Linked DNA regions of Sus scrofa: region 1 is linked to region 2. The links are chromatin contacts, called in public HiChIP or PLAC-seq maps. All regions are on one chromosome and are shown on one strand. The core of a region is the stretch at or near the end of the contact, and the rest is flanking DNA. Distances in the headings are between cores, read along the strand shown.

Region 1 (7,638 bases), core at 2,927-5,426, 800 kb after region 2:
CGGGTTCGATCCCTGGCCTTGCTCAGTGGGTTAAGGATCAGGCGTTGCCCTGAGCTGTTGTGCAGATCACAGATTCGGCTTGGATCCCTTGTGGCTGCAGCGTAGGTTGGCAGCTATAGCTCCAATTTGATCCCTAGCCTGGGAACTTCCATACAGCATGGGTATGGCCCTAAAAAGCAAAAAAAAAAAAAGGCAATTACCAGCAACTTAAAAAAAAATTCTTAATACAATGATGGAATTGCAGCCTGATATTTACATAGAACAAGTCATCCAAAAGAATGGAGAAATATTTTCTCTACTGTCACATATTACTCTTATTTGCACAGCTAAACTAAATTACTTGATGTCCAACAAAGTGTTGGCAGTAGCAAATACTTGGTATGAGTTAAAAGTTTATTGCGTATTTTTACACATGATCCTCACAACAGATGAGGAAACTGTGGCTTGGATAGTTTAAGGTCTTGGTTCCTGGATGTATGGATAGCAAAGTCACGTCAGGGGTCAGGATGCACATTTACATCTTCTCCCTCTGAATTCAATGCTTTTTCTGTTTTAACTCCCTGCTTGCAAAAGTGCTTCACGTGGTCAAGGAAATTCTCAGGAGAATGTTCCTTTAAGTCACATGCTGGAAGGGTTGATCCTATTGCATCTGCCTTGAGGCTGGTCTAGAATGGGATGTGGCTTCCTCCAGCTACTTCTGACCTCTGAGCTCCTGATGGTTGGGGAGGAATTTGAGGGCTGACATGAAGTTGGGAGGGACCGTCTTAGATCACCTCTTCTCTTGGAAGTAGACAATACGCAGGTTTGAAATATGCCAGCAAAGGAAAGAAATGATTTTAATTAAATGAAATTAATGAAGACTCTTGGTTTTTAAGGACTCCAATGGTTATCGAATGGCTTGTTGAAATTTCTTCTGTACAACAAATGGTTTCCAAATCAGCTGCAATTATACTCAAGTCTGCCAAGTTTGGTCTGCACACGTCACTTTGTCCTTTAATGTTTCCGTGACGTGACTCTATCTCTATAGTAGGACTGTGTGTCACGCTTTGAAATCTTTATGATCTTCTAATTAACAGATTTTTTTTTCTTTTAATGGCCTCACCTGCAGCATATAGAAGTTCCATCCCAGGTTAGGAGTCAAATCAGAGCTGCAGCTGCCGGCCTACCACAGCCACAGAAACTCCAGATCCGAGCCCGTATCTGCAACCTAAGCCACAGCTTGCGGCAATGCCAGATCCTTAACCCACTAAGTGAGTTCAGGATTGAACCCTCATGGATACTAGTTGGGCTGGTTTCACTGAGCCACAACGGGAACTCCTTAATGCTCATTTACAGGATGGGTATTATGCCATCCCTGGAAATGTAGCAGGGAACAGAAAAAATGACTCTTCACTTAGCAAGCTTGTTGTCAACTGGAAAAAACAAGGTTGGGGTATGACTTGTTATAACCAATAATCTGTATAAAAGTGATGAAAATGTAACCTCTGCAAACATCTTGAATGTAGCTGTTAGGATAGAGGCGTTGCTTCTATTTTAAACAGACAAGCTCTATTTTGCTGTTGTTGTTTTTGTTGCTAAAATATCAAGTTTTACCCCATTACTTTGCGAAACAAATAAGATCTAATTCAGAACATTTCAATGAGGTTCTAAATTCTCTGAAATCAGAGAGTTCCCATCATGGCTCAGCGGAAACAAATCTGACTAGCATCCTTGAGGATGCAGGTCTGATCCCTGGCCTCACTCATTGGGTTAAGGATCCGGCATTGCTGTGGCTGTGGTGTACGCTGGCGGCTACAGCTCTGATTCCACCCCTAGCCTGGGAACCTTAACATGCCGTGGGTGCGGTCCTAAAAATAAAATAAAATAAAATAAAATAAATTCTCTGAAATCAGATGGCTGTCTGTTGTTCCCAGGATGCTGGGTTGGTTCTGAAATATCACCTCTTGAATAAAATGTTCCAAATGGAAGCATGAGGGTCCATACTAGTTATTATCATTTTCTAGGCCGTTAAACAAAATAACTAATGATGGATCACATAGGTAGAACACTAATGAAATCCTGCGCTGGGCACATACTTCTTTTTAATCTTTGCAACAGCTCTGCAAGGAAAAGAAGTAGCACTATCCTTTCTTTTTAGATGAGAAAACAGGCTGAGAGAGTGAAGTAATTCGATTAAAGTCATGATGCCAGAAAGTAGTGAAATGGATTAAAACTTACTTTTGTCTGGTTCCAAATAACCGTGTTCTTTCCACTACACAGGGCTTCCTCCAAGCTTTGAAGCCTGTTTACCAGTCCATTCTGTGGAACGCTAATGAGGCAAAATGTTTCACAAGCATAAACAGATTCAGTCCATGGTCAAGTAACTTTGGGAAATGCCAAGCATATTAAAGGCAGTGAGGTATTACGTAAAAGAACTATTTAATTTTATTTAATCAGCTTTTCCCCCAACTCATTTGACAACTAAACTCAGATTTTTTTCCCCATTTTAACTCTTATTAACATCTCTTGAAACTAAAACAATTTGGCATATGCTTAATGACTAAAAAGAGGAAAAAGGGATGAATGAGAGATTTTAAAGTGGAAATGCAGTTTACAGAGCAGTTGAAAGTAAAAAAAAAAAAAAAAAACCCTAGCAAATATGAAGGAAGCATTAACAAAGTATAATGCTTTTTTTAATGTGTTAAAAAAAGTATAAAGTTTCCTCTTGGTATAGTTGAGATGTGGGTGGTGGGTGGATGGAGGGGGGTCAGAGGCAAAAGGGGAAACATATAAAATAATACACATAGCATATTTTCAGTGCAAGTTCTAAGTAATTAAAGTGGACTGAAGTTGAAGGGAAGATTTGTAAGAAAAAAGAGACTTAGCTGGACCATTTTCAGTGGGAGATACTGAAACATAAAATCCTGTTTGGAGGAAAGTGAAGAAAAGATTCTTGGGAACTATGTAGGGAAATACTGTAGTACAGGTCCAGATAATCTAGAAAGTCGTACAGAAAGCATACCAGCATTCTGTCAGTAATGATGGAAAGAAAGATTAAAATTTGAGAGATCATTTCAGAAAGTCATTTAATACGGATAAGTATGATGAGACAGATTTTAAAATTTTACAACTGGCAGGGCCCTTAAAGTTAACATATGTCTAATAAATCTGTTGAACCTCTAATCCAGTCATCCTTACTCTACAGATCTGACAACTGAAGTCCAGAGAGGTTATTTGATTTTCCTTAAGTCACACAGCTCATTAGCAGCACACCTGAGTTGAGAACTCACTGTCTTCAGACTACTAAGTACAGCACCCATGAACTGAGAATAAATTGGGAACAAAGAAAGGAAGTGTAGAATGGGAGGGAGGCAAGGACTTGAATTAGCACATCTGACTGCGGAGTAGTTTCTGTTTGAAGAAGTTTATTTGAAAAGTGTTGGGTGCTGGGACTAACTTCAAAGATACTAATAACAAATAAAAGAAATTCCACAATGAAACCCCAGGGTAACCAAACATGCAAGACTGATTTGGGGTAAAATTTTAGATAAAATTTGGGGTAAAAGATTAGACTAGGCATCGAGAACACCTTTGGCCACAAAAGCACGCTCGGATATTCAAAAATATCTACAGGAGGGGAAAAGAAGTGTTTCCCGATAAGCCAGGTGCCCACTTTCGCAGGGAAAGCCCGAGCGGGAGAACGAAAAACGCCAAATGCAAAGATTATCACTTGGCCGCCAGCAAACAGCGCCAGATGATAACACCACGACTCTCCCGCCACAGAAGACACCCTAGCAATAGGGAGCCCGCCGCTGCTCCAGATAAAGACTACCACTCCGGATAAAGACTACCACTCTCGACTCCGCGCGGCTCCCCGGGTTAGGTGGCCAGAGAAGTTTACGCGCAAGGCATTATGGGATTTGTAGTCTTTTCTTCCCCTCTCGGCTTTGGGAGGCGGAGAGATCCCATTTTATGTAAATGACTTGCCCTTCCCGACCGGCTTCCCTTTCCTCCTCTTCCCTCCCCCAACCTCATTTCATGGAGTTTGAAAATTCCCGCAGAGCTGGCGCCCAAGGTCGAACACTCGCGAGAATTCGGGCTCCGCGCCGCGATCTCCCTTCCTTTTCCCACCTCTCTCCGCCCTCCCCCGCCCCTCTCCGCTCCACCCCTCCCTTCCCCTCCCGTCCCCTCCCCTCCCCTCCCCTCCCCTCCCGGGCGTGTGGAACTCGGTCTGCCTGCCGGGGCTAATGCGCAAAGCCGGGCCGGCGCAGCCGGAGCGGAGGAGGTAGAGTCGCGTGGGTGAAGACCCGGAACCGCAGCGCAGGCAGCTGCTGCGTTTTTGTCGCTGAGCAGTCGGCCGCCCCAGCAGCCCGCGAAGGCGCTCGCGGGGGGTGTGGATCTGAGGTGGCCGGGGAGGTCGCAGGCGGAGGCCCGCGAGCCGAGAGGCAACTTCCGTGGGGCGGAGGTGCGTGCGCCCTGCCGGCGGCGGCCGTGTCTCCCGGGAGATGCTGTGACGGACCCGCGCGGGAGGAGCTCGCGCCTCGCCTCGCGCCCCCTGGACTCGGCAGCAGCGGCGGCTCGGTCACCCGCCGTTCTTAGGTAGGGGGAAGGGAAGGCGGGGGTTGGGCCGGCGCGCGGAGGGCGGGTCGGCGCGGCCTGGGCCGCGAGCAGCGGCCGGGCTTCTCCCGCCGCGCCTGTCCGCGGGCCCTCCCCTCCCCGCGCCGGGCCTAGGCCGGGCTTGTGGCCGCCCAGCGAGCCACAGGGGCTGGGCTGCGGAGCTGCCTGGCTCGTGGAGCGGGCTCGAGGGGGCGAATGCGGTCGTTGGCGGGTGCGGCGCGCTCCAGAGCTCCGAGCGTTGGTTATATAACCTCCTTCTCGGCGGAGCGGCGGCACATGGCGACGGAGAGGCGCCTCGGGGTCTACACCCCGCTCCTAGCGCGCCTACAGCCTTGTCCTCATGTTTCCCAGGCGGTCCTGGACTGCGACCCCTTTTCCCTCCTGCCCTCCGGGGCGGTTGAGACCTTGGCCGGCCTTCCCCTGGCGGAACCGGCTGGTACTCTCAGTCTGTCTTACGTTGGTGTCTGCTCCACATGCTCCCGGGCCTGGCTCGGGTGAGTCTGGGGCGGGGAAGAAGTTATGACTCGTGATTTGAAAAGTGCAGTGAATCGGTCAGATACAGGAGATTTAAATCATTGTACATCTTGGAGTGGGTATTCGTTTGCCGTGCTTGTCCCCACCTGGAAACTTGAGGGCGATTATTTTTTAGTTACCCCTGACTGTTTGGGGGCCGTGGGGAGGTTAATTTGTTCTCAAAGCCAACGTGGTTCAAACTAGCCGTTATTATCTTTTTTCTAAGAGGCAGTTTGAGAAAATATTTGATAAGAACCTGAGTCCTTTAGGATAAATTGTGGGTCTCTTGGAAACTCTCAGCTTCAGTTTATTCTTAGAATATTCTAAAGTGCCAGTAGATGTTAAGAATTTTCTGTTAGGAGCTTTCATCGACTATATGTGTGAGGAGAGAAGAAATTAGGGTAGGTTTACTTATTTTGGAGGATTTGACTAGGGATGACAAGCCCGGTCAAGTTAATGTTTGAGGGATACTCTTAAGTGTGTTAAGTGCTAAGGGAAGGCTACGCTCTCCCTGCACCGTAATTTTTGATCCTAATTTTTCAATAACCTACTACCACAGCAGGCAGTAATTCGCAAGATGGCAATAATTATTTAAAAAACATTTTTAAAAGATTGTTAATACAGCAGTTTTGAGATAGACATATTTTGATATAAGAGGGAACAAAACGTTCTCATCTAACCATGGACATTTTTAGGAAATTTTTTCTTTTGTTCTTCAGAATGAAGTCTGGTTTTTTTTTTTCCCCCTAGGTTGCATCACTGGTCTCTACAGTAAGTCTCTTCTACTGTCCAGCCTCAACTATTCACAGATTTATGCTTCAGCCATTCCAGAATCATCTCCATTCCTGGGCCCTGCCTTTTGTGTGTGCGTGTGTGTGTGTGTGTGTGTGTGTGTGTGTGTGTGTGTGTGTGTGTGCTTTTTAGGGCTGCACCTGCGGCATGTGGAAGTTCCCAGCCTAGGGGTCAAATTGGAGCTGTAGCAGCCTGTGTACACCACAGCCACAACAGCACTGGATCTGAGCCTCATCTATGACCTACACCACAGCTCAAGGCAATTCTGGATCCTTAAACCCACTGAGTGAGGCCAGGGGTCGAACCCGCATGCTCATGGATCCTAGTCGGGTTTGTTACCCCTGAGCCACTAAGAGAACTCCCTGGGCCCCTTTTCTTGAAGATGTAGTCTGATGGGTTTTTTGTTTTTTTTTTTTCTCCTTCATGTCTTTCAGCCAGGAGTACCATCTCTGCCTTTATCAAGTTTCCAGCTTTCAAATACTCCTTAGCTTAAAATGCCACCTCTTCTGTACACTCTTTGATTTCTCTTTATCCCAGTTCTTTCCTGGGATCTCACAGAATATATACCTTTATTGTAGCATTTATTTGTATCAGATATTTTCATAGTTGATTATGTATCTCCTGGAATGTAAACTCTTTGAAGTCAAGAAGTAGGTTATCTTTCTGCACTTGAATTCTTTACCCAACACAGTGTTTTAAAAGAAGTTGGTGATTAATAACTGATTCAGTTGTTTGAAAGAAGAACTGGTAAATGGCTGGAAGTTTCTGGGCCCATTGATAGTTTACATTTATATCATAATTCTTAGTCTTTTTAAGAACCATAAAAAAGTAAAAGTACATACAAAATGTAGAAATGTTTGCTGAATATATGTTGCAGTATATTTGAGTTTTCTTTTCTTTTTTTTTTTTTTTGCCTTTTAGGGCTGCACCTATGGCACATGGAAGTTTCCAGGCTAGGGGCTGAATTGAAGCTACAGCCACCGGCCTACACCACAGCAATGCCAGATCCAAGCCGCGTCTGAAGCCTACACCACAGCTCATGGCGGTGCGGGATCCCTGACACATTGGTGAGGCCAGGGTTCAAACCCGCATCCTCATGGATACTAGTTGGATTCGTTTCAGCTTCTCTACAATGGAAAGTCCTGGGATTCTATTAATTGAGTGATGGGTGGGGCTTTGGCACATGGAAATAGCATAAATAAAAGAATGAATATTCTAGGTAATAATAAACTTATGAAGGAAGGGGTTTGGGGAGACAAACCTGTAAAGATAGTCTGGGACAGCCACATTGTGCAGGGCCTTGATTACGTGTGGCTGAGGACGTCAGCTTTTATATGCAGTAGGGGAGTCATTGAAGGTTTTTGAGAAGGGAGTGACAATCCTTCCTGCTTTATCAAGAACAGTATTTTTATTGACAGCTGGCACAGTGTTCCTGCTCTGCCTATCTAGACAGAGCAGGAGTTGAAACTTTGTAAATTACTTATTAGAGGTTGCCAATTCTGGCTGGTCATAAAGACTGGGACCTAATTTTGTACAGTACTAAACATAGCTGCTTAGTGTTTGTGAATATTTATATGTCTTTGAACATATATATGTTGAAACTTTGTAAATTACATATTAGAGGTTGCCAATTCTGGCAGGTCATAAAGGCTGGGACTCTACTTAATTTTGTGCAGTACTAAACATAGCTGCTTAGTGTTTGATTGTGAACATATGTATGTTTTTAATGTAAGGTTT
Region 2 (6,921 bases), core at 3,263-5,762:
AGGCAGCAAGTGACTCAGCTCCAACTTGAACCTGCGACCACTGTTGGTTCCCCTACACTGCTCCACACCGCTTGGCAGGAAGGGGTACTTCACACACAAACGGTTCTGACCGAAGCAAGGCAAGCCCCAAACACCTGCTCTGATGGAACATAAAGCTCCATGTCAAGAGGCTGGCATAAAGCTACTACAACGGTGTTAAAAATAAACTCCAGGCAGGATGGAGTGGGGGACAGGGGAAGTATTCTGAAAGAGTGACAAGGTCTCCCAACGACCTTCTGCTAGGTGTGGGGCCTCACGCTGCAGTGTTAAATAAAATGCAGGGTTAATGAGGCTGGGAGCAAAACTGCACTTCCTCAGGTCCCCCAAGACCTTCTTCCACAGTCCCCCAGAGTTAAGATTATTTGCTCAATGTCTGTCCTGCATGGGGTGAGAAGCTCCCGGAGGACCACGGGGCCTCTCTTGGCAGGAAACGGCAATTCCTGCTCCTGGCAGTGGTCAAAAAGTGTCTGTGGAGTCTGGAGGGAAAAGGAGGGAGGGATGGAGTAAGTCCTGCTGTGGAAAAGAGGCTCCCTCCCAACCTAAACAAAACACAGCCCCCCCCCCCCACATAACAAATGGCCATTTTCAGAGTGGACTTGGGTCCTGGCTCAGACTTTATCAAGGCAGCCTCAAGCATCTTGACGTCCTGTTATAACATCTGCAGTGGCCTTGACCTGGCTCTCTCTGCCTTGGTACTCCTGTCTAAGCCTCCCCTTAAGTGCAAAGGGGAGAGGGCGGCTTGGTGGCTTTCCCCCGAGTGGAACTCGTGGCCATGGCATTTCTTCCTGACTGGGCTGGGGACCCACAGGCCTGTCAGAACTCCCAGCACAAGATCATGGGATGTTAGAGCCCCCATGCTCCCTGCAAGAACCCTTGACCAAGACCAGGCTTTATTTGTGAACTCATGACTGAGACCCCTATGGGAGGAAGGGAACTAGACCAAGGTCACGAGACGACAGTCTCCACTTGGGAGCCACCACACTTGAGCCAGGAGCAGAAGCTTTGGCTGCATACTCGGCACACGTGAGCACCTACCAGGCCCCAGGGGCCTCACCAGCCACCCAGTCAGCTTCCTGAGAAACTGCCCACACCACAGCTGGCCTACCCCCCAAAGAACAGAACCACAGAGCACCAGGCTGTCTGCCTGCCTCAGGCCATCCCAAGAAGGGCCCATCACAGCTCCTCCCAGTCCAAAGGCTGGAAGGCACAAAGCATCCCAGGAGGCTGCCCCAGGGCCTGCCAGCTAAAGTATCAGGTACTCCAGACTCCAACTGCCCATACAAATGTAAAAGAAGGAATTCCAATCCACAGGGGAGTGGGGCGGGGGTGGGGGTGGTGAAGAAAGGCCTCTTTCTTTCCCTCTGGCCTTCAGCAGCTCAGCCAAGACCAAAGTTATATTCTGAATGAAAACTCCACCTCCCATTACAATTAGAAAAAACCACATGAACTCCCCAGCTCCCCCTTTTCAGCCACCCCTCAACAAATAGAACTCGTGGATCAGGGATCAGGCTGGAGCTAAAGCTGCGGGAACGCTGGATCCTTAACCCACTGTGCCAGGCTGGGGATCAAACCTGCGTCCTAGCACTCCCAAGACGCCACCAATCCTTTGTGCCACAGCCGGAGCTCCACCACATTAACTTTGAATACTAATTCTTTCTTTGAGGTAAGCAGAAGGAGGGCCCAGAAACCCCGACTTTATCATTTTTTAAAAATTTTTATTGCAGTACAGTTAATTTACAAGGCTATGGTTACTTGGGCTGCTGCTAGATTTGATTTGGTTCAGGAAATGATGACTCAGGAGACAGAGCCAACCCTCCCTTCATGCCTCACTGGCATCCTTGCCTCGGTACACTGGCTGGACCGAGGCTTTCTGTCTGTCCTTCCCAATAGAACAGGGGCTTCTCTGGCTGTCGGTGAAGCCTTAGGGATGTCCCATTCTCAGACTAACATTTCAAAATGCACGATAAAATACACAGGCTCACAGAGGAAATCGATTATATTGAAATAATTATCAAAACATTAAAAAAAAGTTTACTGGGATATAATAATCCATGAGCTTCAAACATCAAATAACAAAATACAGTTAAGTACCCACTTTAATAACGACTGCAATTTTCTAATGATGAGTGTAGGTGGTAAATTTTTGAGAAACCCCCAACAGCTGTACGAAAATAACTAGCCTTGATGACAAAAACCCCAGGTACTGCTAATTTGCCTTTGCTCTGCTGTTTCCATTCCTAACTGGAGGAAGCAGTGGATTATAATGAAAGGCTACAGGGATGCCAGGGATGCACATGTTTTTTTCTCATCTAAACTCATGGACTTACTTCCTAAATTCTACCTGCCATCCCAAAGACTCTAGGTAAAGAACCCCTGCACTATTGGGAGCTTCTTAAGATCAGTGGCCCGAACATTAGGGTAAAATGAAAAGACGCCCCATAGGAGATAAGGGCTCTTCAGATGATAGGTCTTGTCTCCTCTTCCATCCTCAACTTCCTGTTACTTCTGTGGCAAAGCTCCCACCCTGGGCATATGACGCCTAGTGCAGAGCTCCATCAGGTGGCACCTACCCCTGTACAGCAACATTTACCAGTCATCAGCCCTGTAACCCAACTGGAAGCTCCCAGGAGTGGAGTCTCTCCTTCTGCCCCTAGTACCTAACACAACGCCTGGAACCTACCAGGTGCTCAGCAAGTATTTACTAAATGAAGAAGTATTGTGTGCCAGGTATTTAGCTAGGTGGCCCTGAGGACACCAGGGTGACAACCCCAGTCCCTGCCCAGTTATGAAATGAGATCGCCTAAGCACACTTGGTACCCACTCCCCTCCACCCCAAAGCCAGCAGTGCTCTCTGGTCATTTCTAAAACATGAACTGGGGAGTTCCCACTGTGGCTCAGCAAAAAGGAATCTGACTGGTAACCATGAGGACACAGGTTTGATTCTTGGCTTTGATCAGTGGGTTAAGGATCTGGCGTTGCCGTGAGCTGTGGCGTAGGTCGCAGACCAGCTTGGATTTGGTGTTGCTGTGGCTGTGGTGTAGGCCGGTGGCTACAGCTCTGATTCCACCCCTAGCCTGGGAATCTTCACATGCCGCAGGTGGAGCCTTAAAAAGAACAAAACACAAACAAACAAAACATGAAAATTGGGAGTTCTGTCATGGCTCAGGGGTAAAGAACCTGACTAGTATCCATGAGGACACAGGTTCGATCCCTGGCCTCACTCACTGGGTTAAGGATCTGGCGTTGCTGTGAGCTGTGGTGTAGGCCGGCAGCTGCAGCTCTGCTTCCACCCCTAGCCTGGGAACTTCCATATGTCAAGGGTGTGGCCCTAAAAATACAGGGGGGAAAAAAAAAAACACAACAACACAAACTGCCTCACGGAGGGGAGAGAAAATCAAGCTACTGGGACCTTGAGGTCCAGATAAACACCTCATTCCAACAGCCTCTGGCCATCTCTGTAGGCCTCGGGGACCACCAGAGGGATTTCCCTAATCAGCCAATAAATCCAGATAAGGAACCCCCGGAGCCATTCTTACTCAAATCGGATTAGCTGCAAATGCAGCAAGTCTGCGAAGTTGGAAAGTTTGGGGAAAAGGTTATTTTAAACCACAAATTAAGCTCAAAGAGGGAGCACCGTACTGAAACGACACCGACTTGCATAGCTTTGCATAATTTTAAAAAATGAGAGTGAGCGAATGTAGAAGATTGCCAAAAATAGCTTAAAAAAAAAAAAAAAACCCTCACTTGCCAGTCGCCACCACGAATATAAGACAAAAATCTTCCAGCGCAATGTAGGTCAAAACCAAACTAACTTCCAAAGACCACACGTACATTTTCTTTCCAAGGCGAATAGCAATAACAGAAACAAGAACAGCACCACCCCGGAGTAAGGATAAAAGCAGCTCCTTATTTTTTACAAAATAAAAGGCACCACCAGCTCCACACCGTATTTCCCGGGCTTTTTCAGCAACATCAGCAAAACCTTCCGGAAGAGTCCACCCGGCGGGCCACACGCCGGGAGGAGCGGCAGCAGCAGCGCCCGCAGGCCCAGCGCGGGCTCCGAGCGGCCGGCCTGGCCCGCGGCTCTGGGCCAGCCCTCCCCCAACCCTCCCCGGACGCTTGGAAACCCCCGCCGCGCACAAAGCGGCCTCTCATCCCGCACCTGCACCATGATGGCCATCCGGAGCGAGTCCTTGGGGATGCTCTCGCTGCATTTCTTGCAGGAGGCGCGCCCACTCTTAGCATACTCGACCCGATAGAGCTTGTCCGATGACTCCGCCATCCTCCTCCCTGTGCCGATGCAGCTCCCGAAGCCTGACGCTGCGACCTGCAGACACGCAACCGCAACCGCCGCCGCCGCCGCCGCCGCCTTGCTTGCCTGTCTCCTCCCAGCAGGGCCCCCAGTGCCCAGAGCCGCCGCCGCTGCCGCCAAGCACGCCGCGCCGACCACCCGCCGCTCCCGATAGATTGCTGATGCCTGGCGGGGGGGGCACGCCCCGCTAGCCGCGTTCACGGGGCGGGGCCGCCGGCGCGCACGCCCCCTGCGGGCTGGGGGCGGCATTTCCCTAGTGCTTGCTGCTGCCGCGTGAGCGAGGCGGAGCTGCTGGGGGTCCATGCTGGCTGGAGCTCCGCCTGTAGCTCTTTGGCTGGGCCGGCCGCAGTGCTCTTAATCATTTGTCCCCAGGAACACTTACGTGCTCTTATAACTAAACCCACCCCTGTCCCCTTTTAATACGTGTGCCCTCTCTCCCTGGAGGCGAACAGGTCTGGGAGGTGCTGGGCTGGTTCCAGAATGTGGTTGACCTGCCAAAGGTAGGTCAACCTGGGCAGGTTCTAACTGCAATCTGCAGGCCGTGGGTACTGAAAACTAACTGAAATCTAGCATTTTTCACTATGAATTTTAATGCATGAGTACAGATTCTGGGAATCCTGTGACTTTCTCAGCAACAATCATCAGAGACTTTTTTTTTTTTTTTTTGTCTTTTTGCGATTTCTTGGGTCGCTCTCGATACATATGGAGGTTCCCAGGCTAGGGGTCCGGCAGAGCCACAGCAACGCGGGATCCAAGCCACGCCTGCGACCTACACCACAGCTCACTGCAATGCCGGATCCTTAACCCACTGAGGGAGGCCAGGGATTGAACCCACAACCTCTTGGTTCCTGGTCGAATTCGTTCACCACTGCGCCACAACGGTAACTCCCCAAAGACATTTTCATATCACTTTATAATTGTTGGAGAGCACTCAACATCAAGTTCATCATCACTTAAGTTGCCGTAGTTAAGAGACCTGCTTACCTATTTCTACAGTCTGTTAAGAAGTTGCTGCAGCTGCATCATAGGTGGCAGCTGCGACTGGGATTCCATCCCGGGCCAGAACTTCCATAAAAAACAAAACTTGTTGCTGCTAGATCTTGTTACTTAATGGAGAATTATATTTTAATATAACTAGTTTCTTTTAAAGTTCTATGCATTTTATTTTATTCATTTAAAACATCATTATAATGGAGTGTGTTGTATTTGAGAATATTCAGTTCTGCTATAGAGACAAGAAAAAGAAACAGGATGAAACAAACTTGTTAAATAGAGAAGAAAGCTAGTAGCTTATGAGACATGGATATTGATTAAGCAAGTAGGTTGTGAGACATAGGTAAGAACCTGTTTTGTTTTGTTTTGGGGTGTTTTTTTGCCCATGGGAATTGGAATGTGGAATTTCTAGGGCCAGGGATCAAACTGCACCACAGCGGTAACCAGAGCCACTGCAGTGATAATGCCGCATCCTTAACCTACTATGCCACAGGGGAACTCCAGCAAGAATCTTAAGTAGTGAGCTGTTAGATATGTTGATGGCGAATAGAGTAAGTGAAGTATATGATAGAACAAATCAAAGAATTTTAGTAACCAAATCAAAGGCTATGATCATTCAACCTCTGCGTTGACAATTATGTCATCCCTAAAGGCCACTCATGGGTGATGACACTGTGGTTCCATGGCTTACATATCCTCTGCCCAAGAACTGCAGGTAAAACCAGTGTCTGGAGTTCCTGTCATGGCTCAGCAGAAACGAATCTGACTAGTATACATGAGGACGCAGGTTCGAACCCTGGCCTTGCCAAGTGGGTTAAGGATCTGGCGTTGCCCTGCCATAGTGTAGGCTGCAGATGAGGCTGGAATCTGGTGTTGCTGTGGCTGTGGCTACAGCTCCAATCCACCCTAGCCTGGGACCTTCTATATGCTGTGAGTGCAGCCCTAAAAAGACAAAAACAAAAAACAAAAAAACAAAACAAAACAAACAACCCATCAATTTCTGTTCAGCAGGCTGATTGGGGAGCTACATCTGTGACCAGGTGTACTTGCTCCTATGTCTGTCTTTTTTTGGGGGGGGCACACCTGTGGTATATGGAAATTCCCGGGCTAGGGGTCGAATCAGAGCTACAGCTGCCAGCCTACACCACAGCCACAGCCACACCAGATCCAAGCCAACACTGGATCCTTAACCCACTGAGGGAGGCCAGGATGGAACCCACATTCTCATGGATACTAGTCGGATTGGTTACTGCTGAACCGCTATGGGAACCCCAGGGCAGAGATTTTTTAATCTGTTGTACTCCTTGATAATATCCTCAGTGCCTGAACAGTGCCAAGCACTCAGTAGATTTGCTGAGAATTTCTGCTGTGGCAGAGTAGGACCCGACTGCAGTGGCTCGTGTTGCTGCGGAGATGTGGGTTCAACCCTTGGTCCATTGCAGTGGGTTAAGTATCTGGCATTGCCGCAGCTGTGGCATGGGCTGCAGCTGTGGTTAGAATTCGATCTCTGGCCTAGGAACTTCCATGTGTTGCAGGTGCAGCCAAAAAACAAATGTATTCAATGAATGAATCCACTT

The links. HiChIP or PLAC-seq counts read pairs in DNA pulled down with a chosen protein or histone mark.
Region 1: a contact with region 2 is called in an H3K27ac HiChIP or PLAC-seq map of skeletal muscle, with 5 times the contacts expected there. The contact joins the promoter of AHCTF1 here to the promoter of PARP1 in region 2. A contact is called at or near these places in 2 of 5 promoter capture datasets (fetal skeletal muscle and liver) and 1 of 2 datasets of contacts at active chromatin or transcription factors (skeletal muscle).

The regions. Positions count from the first base shown.
Region 1 is chr10:15,037,992-15,045,629 of Sscrofa11.1, forward strand. It overlaps AHCTF1 (protein ELYS), which reads left to right and starts at 4,177. Exons shown (of 37, transcript XM_021064442.1): 1 at 4,177-4,578; 2 at 5,860-5,880.
Region 2 is chr10:14,236,652-14,243,572 of Sscrofa11.1, forward strand. It overlaps PARP1 (poly [ADP-ribose] polymerase 1), which reads right to left and starts at 4,513. Exons shown (of 24, transcript XM_003357641.4): 1 at 4,202-4,513. The coding sequence starts at 4,321.